2 separate regions of the Zea mays genome follow, and region 2 is linked to region 1. A link is a contact called in public Hi-C data. All regions are on one chromosome and are shown on one strand. The core of a region is the stretch at or near the end of the contact, and the rest is flanking DNA. Distances in the headings are between cores, read along the strand shown. Region 1 holds the start of LOC100282387 (40S ribosomal protein S15). Region 2 holds the start of LOC541964 (histone H1-like protein).

The links. Hi-C and Micro-C count contacts between places; a contact is called where the count stands out from the background.
Region 2: a contact with region 1 is called in a Hi-C map of tassel, with 3 times the contacts expected there. The contact joins the promoter of LOC541964 here to the promoter of LOC100282387 in region 1. A contact is called at or near these places in 4 of 25 Hi-C or Micro-C datasets (ear, endosperm, leaf and 1 more).

The regions. Positions count from the first base shown.
Region 1 is chr7:11,453,742-11,458,714 of Zm-B73-REFERENCE-NAM-5.0, reverse strand. LOC100282387 (40S ribosomal protein S15) reads left to right here and starts at 2,456. Exons shown (of 4, transcript NM_001155298.2): 1 at 2,456-2,531; 2 at 2,618-2,769; 3 at 2,848-2,905; 4 at 3,915-4,379. The coding sequence starts at 2,529. The coding sequence ends at 4,163.
Region 2 is chr7:11,631,740-11,636,712 of Zm-B73-REFERENCE-NAM-5.0, reverse strand. It overlaps LOC541964 (histone H1-like protein), which reads right to left and starts at 2,876. Exons shown (of 2, transcript NM_001111618.2): 1 at 2,630-2,876; 2 at 1,673-2,470. The coding sequence starts at 2,809. The coding sequence ends at 1,916.

The sequences.
Region 1 (4,973 bases), core at 1,207-3,706:
GAAGGTGCCTACAGTTAGGCCAACCGAAGCTAAAGATGATAAGGCCGAAGAGTCACAGGTGGAAAAAGTGATAAAAGTGCCAGAAATCCTGAGCCCACCGGTAGAGGCAAATTTGCCGAAGATGCAAAAAGCTCCTGCTGCAACTCCCAAGAGGAGGAGGATGGCCAGCGTGCTAGACGCTGTTATAGAGACCACGAAGGCCTTAACTCCTGCTCCTACCAAGAAAACTGCCGAAGCTGCCAAAATCCAAGTCGAAGCCAAAGCTGGGCCTTCAGCGCCTACTGAGACGAAGGCCGCCGAGCCTGAAGATAAGGTGGGTCAGCAAATTTCAGATACCAGCAAGACAGCAGAGCAAGATATGGCAGAAAAAGCAAAGTCTCCTGTCCCCGAAGCTTTAGCTGAAGATATTGATTACATTGTTCGACATGCTTCAGGGAAAACTTTATCTGAAGAAGAAATCTTTGAGGCCAAACACTATGCCCAAAGACTGAAATATCCGAAGGTGCCTTAGTGTTCAATGGTACCAACGAAGATGATTTCCTGTACTGTCTCCCGGATAACAAAGAAATATCTGTGTGCCAAGAGATAGCTAAGAATATGGGATTTCCTAAGCTTGAAGAAGGCCTTTCGGTCTTGTCGAAGGATGATCTTGCTGATAGCCTCGCGTACAACAGTATAAAGGTATAGAGGTTAATTTTGAAGCTAGAAAATGAAGTATTTTATTGCCATGCTCAAATCTTCCTTCTTTGCAGGGATTAATTCTTAGTAATGCCTTGAGGGCTCAGAAGAGCGCCGAAGACGAAGGCTGTACAATGGCTCTTAACAACCTTCGGTCTGAGGTGATTGAACTAAGAAACGAAGGTCTAGAGAAAGACAAAATTTTGATTTCATTGGTGAACAAAGTAAAGGAAGACGAGACTAATTACAAAGCTCAGGCCGAAGCCCAGAAAACCGAAATTGAAGACCTTCGGAGACAACTGGCCGAAGCTAAGGAGAACTGCGCGCTCGCACATGCAAATCAAGAAATCAGTGAATATTGGAAAAATAAGCTAGAGAAAAATGTTGAAGAACTTCGCGAATCCAAGGAGAGGTGCTTTAAAAAATCCTTGAATTGCGTGAAGAAATTAAAAACTAGCTTCGCCAAAGTGGGCGCCTTCTCTGCTGAAGAAAACTTCATACGAGGCGACCCCGAGGGCGTTGTTGAATGGATAAGTGGAGAAGCCGAAGCCTTCGAGGAAATTTTGAGTGATCGCGGGAATATTTGCGCGTTTTCCGGTGCGCGGGGAATCTCAGCTATTCTGGAGAAGGCCGGATGTGATCATATTAAGGCTATAGCCCAGGCCGAAGCTGCCTTCTCCATAGACGATACGAAGGATCCTTCAGTTGAAGCAACTTTAATGGGCTGGAAATTTTATAATGATGTCTGGGTGAATGGTGGCCGAGAGCTGGCCCATGAGATTATAAAAAAGAGTGAAAAAGACGCCCACAATGTCCGGACAGAAGCAAAGCGAGCTAAAGAAGCTGCAGAACGCGAAAGGCGTATTGATATTATTCTTTGATTATTTAGCTTCAGTACTTGCTTTGTGGCTTCGAACTAATCTGTTTACCTACTTCAACTGAACTATCCCCGCCTCCGGAGCCGTACGATCCCCTAGCTGATCCAGAGATGAAGGAATTTTATTTCGAATGTATTTATAAAAGGCACTTCGTTGCAATCCTAATGACTGATATTTTGTAGATTCTTATGCCATGGAAATTGAACGGATGCTACGCACTTTTCGTAATCGATCATGGTAAGAAGCACGTAACTTTTATAGACTTTACACCACTCAAGATTGGTGCAAACTCATGTCATACAAGAGGTTTGCGGAAGCAATTATTATGGCCTCAAAGAAATATAAGATTGCCTACAACAAGAAACGTTCTGGATGGGCAGATGATATTTTTAAGTGGGAACATACAATTCGGTCTGGTGTTCCAATTGACTTGAAAGGATATTTTCTCAATACCACGTTTTCAACAGTTTAATTTTTTTCTATGATAACTATTGTATATAATATAGTTGATCAAACATTATTCTATAGGGTTAATACCAACTACTTCGTTCTACAAGCTATGGTCATGTGGAGGAATGATAAACAAATGGAATTTGATAGGGTGAGTGGAGTACGTTTGTTTCATGTTCAAACATACATTTCAGTTACATAACCCCCGAGCGGGGACGGGGATGGGGAAATTTCTCCCCCGTCGAAGCTAACGGGGACGGGTATTTTCTTACCCCAGATAGGTATGAGAAGATACCCCGACGGGGAAATCCCCATTGCCATCTCTAATTTCAGCATACTCTCGTTGCAACGCACGGACATACTACGAATCCAATTACTTGAGGTACTAATTTTAAGAAGCCCATGGGAATACTCTCGTTTCAAAAAGAACTCCTTCCACGCCCAGCCATCTCTAAACCCTACCCACAGCCACCGCCGCCGCCGCCGCTCCCTGACCCCTAGTGTCCGGATTTAACTTCAAACATGGTGAGATCACCGTCAAAACTGCATAGATCTCTCCAAGATCCAGCTCGTCCATAAGATTCGCGTAAGGACTAATTCGTGTTGCGCAGGCGGACGTCGATGTCGAGCCGGAGGTCGCCGCCGGTGCTCCCAAGAAGAGGACGTTCCGCAAGTACAGCTACCGCGGCGTCGACCTCGATGCGCTGCTTGACATGTCCACCGACGACCTCGTTCAGCTCTTCCCAGCGCGCGCCAGGAGAAGGTACATTTCGTGCTGCGATTTGCTTGTTTCCGAGGGATTTTGGTTTGCAGAGATCATGTGATGTGTCTGTTTCGGTAGGTTCCAGAGGGGTTTGAAGAGGAAGCCCATGGCGCTCATCAAGAAGCTGCGCAAGGCGGTCAGTTTTCAACCGCTAAATCTTCATTACCTCTTTTTGTTTGTGTTTTAATGTGGTCCGATCTAAATAATTGCGTGGATCTGTTATGCTCTAATGATTTTATGATGCTTATTAGATTATTCAAGTACTTTTTCCCCATGCCTATATCTTTCGTATTTATCTAGAAATTTAATTGAAATTAGAAATGTGTCTGTTCGAATGAGTTAAGTGTGTGTTTTCTGAATTTTTGATATGTATAATTCTGGCGCAGCATGCTTGTGTTGTCAACTTGATTTCACACGTTGTACTCGAGCAAATTCTATTGGCTATGTTATAGATTTTCTATTTGCTCGTAGTGTTACGTTTACTGTAAATTTGCACTTGGAAGGGTATGCAGTTGATTGAACCCGAAAGTTGGTTTTCTTGGTGGTGGAGCTTGGGCATTTTGGGAGTGGGGGGGGGGGTCATATTATAAAGGAAATTCATTAGCAATTGCGAATATGATAAACTCATGCGCCCCTAGGTTTTCTGATAACTTATCCTGTAGCTTGAATGTGTAGCGAATAAGGTTGCTAGCACTGTGTGATTATGTATCGTGAACCTTATTAGTCTAGCACTGAGTGTTTACTGTAATTTTATAGAGCTCTTATGTCATTTATTCTGTTGGTTTTTAACTGGGATTATAGACAAACAAGCTTTTTTAATTAAAAAGTTGCAAGTAACTAACTTTTGAATTGTTTACTGTATGGTGCATAGTTTCATTTGTTCGTTATGCAACCTGCCGTCTTACAACCTGCCTTGCCCCAATTAACAGTATTGTTGTGTATGTTGAAGACTTGGGTGATGGTAAACCAAAATTTCTATCCTGAATGTACAGTATCTTTTTTTTTGCTGCAGTTCTGTTCTGTGCCAGTAAGGCATGGACGATGCAAGATTCTGTGTTGATTTATCTTATGGCATGTGTGGAAGTTTATATTTACTTGTACCTGATGCACTATTTCCTCACTAGTTATCTCCCTGCTGTGAACAGAAAAAGGATGCTCCTGTCGGCGAGAAGCCAGAGCCAGTGAAGACCCATCTCCGCAACATGATCATTGTCCCCGAGATGATTGGGAGCATTGTTGGTGTCTACAATGGCAAGACCTTCAACCAGGTTGAGATCAAGCCTGAGATGATTGGCCACTATCTTGCAGAGTTCTCCATTTCCTACAAGCCGGTCAAGCACGGGAGGCCCGGTATTGGTGCCACTCACTCCTCGCGGTTTATCCCTCTGAAATGAGTTGTTACCCAGATCTGTAGCGTCCCAAGGGTGTCCAGTGGCATTGCCCTTTCAGCTTTGCTGCTTGTTTCGAACAAGTTACATACCCAAGACATTTTGTTCTGTTTCCAGCACTAGATTTCAAAGCTAAGCATTGCATAACTATGCTGTTTTGTTGGAAGTATGTGAGTATAATCTTATCTAATATGTGATGTTACGTTCTTTGTTGTTTCCTTGATTTTGGGTTGCTTATTTCTGAAATTCTGAAGATGAGGCTTACAACTCTGGTGTTTGCTGTTAGTGGTTTCATTGGATTTAAATTTGAAGATGTCAATTTATTGGGCGCTCGTTTTTTTTTCATTTACGAGGAATTGTAATTTACTCAATAAAGTAGACTATTTGGCTTGAAATTTGATATTCCATCACTTTCCAAAGCTCAGATATAAAGCTCAGATATAAGACTAGGTCAGATTCATGGAGTTGAGCATGAGAATTAATTTTTAGAGTGTTTGGTTTGGATAATAGGTTAGCTATCATCTTCTCACTCTTTTTTTTTTGTGTAATAGAATGAGTTGATTTGTCATCACCTCATTCTTAGTTAGTTAGTACTAACACGAGTAATGAGGTCATTCTAAGAAATTTGAGGAATTAACTTATGATAGACCATCTGTGGAGTGATTCCTCAAACAAACACCCCTTCACGAGTAATGAGGTCATTCTAACAAATTTGAGGAATGAACTTAGATAAGCTATCTCATCTTAGGTGGAGTGATTTCTTAAACCAAACACCCCTTCACGAGTAATGAGGTCATTTCAACAAATTTGAGGAAT
Region 2 (4,973 bases), core at 1,627-4,126, 180 kb before region 1:
TGATTCGATCATTAAATCTTATAGTGTAAAATTTAGAGCTCATTGTCATCTCTAGCCATGACCCCATCCTGGCTTCGGTCTCATGTCGTCAGCCTCTTCTGATCCAACGCCTGTTGACCTGCTTCACCTACCCTGAAGAAAGGCTCAAAGCATGGTAAGCCTCTCAATCAAAAGTTAGACGTAGCAGCCAACTCCATGAACTGAATAAGGGCTTTAATCCAACATCTTTGCAAAGACAGAAAATGTGTTGGTTATGTCACTAAGCCACCTTTGGTCTCTTACTTTGTAGTTTAGGAGCTTAGCATCACCTTCTGCAATCTTTACCCTCTGGGCCCTAATGGAGCAACAGAGCTTATGGCCAAGCCAGCCAAGAAAAGGGTGGTGGGCCATAACAAAGGATCAGGAAAATGCAGATGGCAAGGGCCTAGAAGAGAAGCCAGAGAATGGTCCAGAAGCCTGGCACCACACATCGGTTATGCTCTTTGTTGTCTAAAGAGATTCTGTCTTGCCATTAACTTTTGTCATGAACAATAGATATTATTGGAAAGTCTTTAGCTGGCACCAATTCAGACAAGAAATAGAATTCTAACAGAAATTTTATTATGTGTAGATTTTTATCATGTTTATTTGTTTGCAAGAGACCAAGCGTGATCGGTTTGATCTCGATTTTATTTGCAAATTTTGCTCGCCCCCCTCTTTTGATCGTTTTGAGTTTATTCTTCTGTGGACGACTCGGGTGGATCCATTGTTATTGGAAAAGTTGCTATTCTGAGGAAAAGCTCATTTTCAAAAAATATATATATGCTGCTTCTTTAGAGTTCTATTCTTTGCATAATGGTGTTGTTTTGGATCCTAACAAATGTGAATGCCCCCTGTTCTCCGGTCGGTAAAAGAAAATGTCTTCTCTGGTTCAAAAATATTCAGATGGGCATTCAAAAAAAATGATTCAGATGTCGGGTTGAATTGACTAGTTGATCACGGGAGATTTTAATCTTCATAAAATCCCAGAGGATCAAAACAAGCTGGAGTTGATTATACTGAAATGTCTCTGTTCAATGATGCTATCAGTTATCTGAGCTTGGTTGAGCTACCTCTAAAATGGAGGTGATTTACATGGACTGATAAATAGTAGATACCTCTTCTTGAGCATTTTGGATTTGGATTGGTTCTTCGCATTTGGCTAGTTGGACAGTTTCTTATCCGACCTCAGATGTTGCTACGCTAAGCATGGAGACATCAGATCATGTGTCATGTCTTGTTTCTATAGGCACCTCAATACTGAAGGGACAGGTTTTTCATTTCGAAAAATAATGGTTAGAGCATGAAAGACTTTATATCGTAGGTTTAGGTTTAGGATGATTGGTTGATGGATTCTCAGCACTTCGAATGCAGCAAAGAATCTCACTACTGAATTTTTTACTTAGAAACTCTGATGCAGTTGACAATGAAACCGAAATGAGTCTCCTGCTATTCATTGTCCAGGGTAATCAATCTAACAATTGAACAAACAGAATCACATGAAAAGCAGAAACCAGAAGTCCGAACTTAATGCAATGCCAGGATTCTTCTAAATCCAACAAAATCAACCGATCCAACAATTTAAAAAACAGAAATCCAAACCAGATGCAACCAAAAAAATATTGACAACAATAAGCCAACAACCCGGGGATCATAGGATAGCAAAATACTATTATAGCTTAGCTTGTTCATAGAGACTGGAGGAGCATGACGGCTGATCACACGCGATCAACTATCCCAAGTTTTTACAGGCACAGAACTACCACCGACACTCATGCTGGAGCTACCGACGAATCTAGAGCTACTGACAATATTACGATTGGATCAAAATCCATGAAAGAGGGGAATCTATAGGCGGAATTGAGGGGGGGATCTCGCCAGCGACAAGGCAGGCAGACTACTTCTTGGCCTTCCTGGCCACGCCCTTCCTGGCCGGGGCGGCAGCAGCAGCAGCCTTCTTCGGGGTTGCCACCTTCTTAGGAGCCGCCGCTGCCTTTCCCTTCTTGGCAGGAGCAGCCGCCTTCTTGGCTGCCTTGGCGGGGGAGGCCTTGGCGGAGGTCTTGGCGACCTTGGGAGGGCGCCCGCGGGGCTTGGGCGACGCGGCGGCAGGAGCGACAGGCTTGGCCTTGGCCTTGGCCTTGGGTTTGGGCGACGCCGCCTTGGGCTTCGCAGCGGTCTTGGCCTTCGCCTTCGGCGAGGGCTTGGGCTTGGGCGCGGCCTTGGGTGCCTTGGGCTTGGCGGCCTTGGGCTTGGCGTCGGTGGCCGGCAGCTTGAAGGAGTTCTTCACCCTCGTCAGCTTGCCGGCGGCAGCGAGCTTCTTCAGCTGCACAGTGAGCTGCTTGCGGAAGTTGGTGGGGAGCTTGCCGCCATGCTTCCCCTCGACGTACTTGCTGATGGCCACCGAGCTCGACCCCTTCCTCTCCTTGAGGGCAGCGATCGCCTCTACAATCATCTGCAGCCAGACAGACCCAACAGGTTGCGTCTCAGATTCAATATCGAATTCGCGGACATGAACAGAACAGAGCGACAGAATCAATCCAACAGATTCCATAAGAGGAGACGATCCTAACGAAGCAACGAATCGGCTAGATCGCAACGGACTAAACCTCACCTCAGCGTAGGGAGGGTGCGCCGCCGGCTTCTTCGCCGCGGAAAGCTTCTTCTCCTTAGGCGCCTTCTTCTCCTTGGGCGCCTTCTTCGCCTTGGGCGCCTCGGCCACCTGGGCCGCCGGGACCTCCGCTGGCACCTCGGTCACCGGGACCTCAGCCACAACAGCCTCCTCCGTCGACATTGCGGATCACTACTACTCTCCCCAACCCTCTCCGGAACTACACTACACTACGCTGTTGTCGGCGGCGGAGGCGGTGGGTGATGACTGATGAGACAGGGAAGTGACGAGGAGGGCGTTTAAATAGCGGAGGCGGGTGGAAAGGCTCAGGGACGTAGCGCCGCGCTGCGATTGGCCGAGCGGGTTCGCACGCGGATCGCTGCCGCGCCGCGCCCAGATCCAACGGGCGGGGGGGACGCTCGCCCAGGCCCGTGGCTCGGGGGGGGGGGCGCTGGCGCGCGGCCCTGCTCCTGGGTGGACGCCACTAGCCTGTTGCATCTGTGCTTCTCCCCCGGATCCCCGAGCTCCTCTCTCGCGACGTGATCCACCGTTCGCCTTGAAACTCTCTGCGTTTGTAGGTCACTAAACTAGCTTTCAAATGCGGGTGGTCTCGTCTGATTTGGTCGAGAATTCAGGGAGAAATCGGGAGTTCGGTGAGGGCAGGTCTGCTTCGGGGGAATCTCCGTGCAGGTGTGCTTCTCCTCCGACTTTGGGGCGCCAGTTCTCCCGGCACGGCCAGCCGTTTCGGGCGAAATTTGGTGCGGGCATGGACCCCGAAACTGTCTTTCGAACGGGAGTGGTCGCGTTCGATTTGGTTCGGAATCGAGCGAGAGATTGCCGATCGAGTGGTGGCTGGTCCGGTGCGGCTGTCACGGTACAGCGTCAGTGTGCAACGGGCTCGTTTTTGCCGTGTACCGCAGCACATAGAGTGTGGTGGGTTCAGTTATGCACAGCTAACCAAAAAAAAAGGGTAGATCGAGGCCTGTCACGTATAGCATCTAGACACCGTTGTCAGGATCAAAGAAGTGGGATACTAGTGGCTTGTGCATTCAGCACGAAGGCAGAATAGTGATTGGGTTCTGTGAAGCATTGGATTTCACCTAGCTAGATCCCCCCCTTTTTTCCCCAATCATAAATGGATAATGGCAGCGTGAATTTAAATCGAAAACTGGTGCAAATGCAGAATGAAGATTACAAGAACTTCGTTCAAAAAGAGTTTCTTACTTTGGTCATGCTTGGCGAAGAGAGCGGGTTTTCATGGCAAAGCTGGCATTCCCTGCTCCTCATTGGATGCTCTCGTGTAACCATCATCTTTGAATCCTGCTTATTACTCCTGCCAAAGACGAGAATTTTCACCTAATTAGCATTTAGCAACAACGAATGTGGCATCGGCACACAAGTATATACTTTGTTAATGCGAGATCAAAGTAATGTTCAGATGTAAAAAAGAAAAAGAAATAAAGAAAAGCATCCATATTCCTTTCTAGAATGCTCGAGTCGAGTGAGTGATTAACCGGGCACATGGATATAGAATGTCGAAAGACCTTTTTAAATTGCTATACAAGCATGTTAGGTTCTGATGAAGTATGTAGTGCTCGTCAAAATAGGAGTCAATACTATTTCAAAATGCCAATGCCGAAAGATAGTGAGCACTGACACCATATAAAAAAGTTTAGGCATTCATGTAGGTGTCCTAGGAAACACATTCAAAAAATTTGTTCCTTTTTTCATATTATATTCATATTAACAAAACTTTTTGCTGCTTTTTAAAGCAGGCTAGAGTGACATGGGGAGATGATCTGAGAAAGTTGTGTTGTTTCCATATAGATTATTGTGTGAGGGAGGAAAGATGTAGTTAGACCGACCACACATAGCTATAGAGAGGGGAAAAAAGAAAAAAAATTGCAATTCAATTCTTGTCATTCCCCACTGTTGATCTCATCCACTTTCAATAGGCTCACAACACCCCAGATGTTGAGCCACACCGCTCGCTCGTGCTATCATTGTTCTTCATGCCCCCTACTGAACGAGACAACCGCTCGCTCCCATCGTTGGTCTTCCCTGCCAAACATTCTCCACCTTAAGTCATAAGACGTCGCCGACACCTGGACTAGCTACCCACCCTAACTTAGCCATTCTCTTTAAGATTAATGTCCTATCAAAAACTAATCTCCAACCCCCAAACCCTCCAACACTAAATTTATGGTTCCTTCTTCAACTCTATTTAAAGAGACCCTAGGTCCAAAGCCGCTTCTTCAACCTTACATCGCAAGGTCCAACTTCTTCAACCCCAAACCACCATGCCTCGAGTTGTGAGTGAGAGGGAAATAAAAAGAGGGGGCGAGAA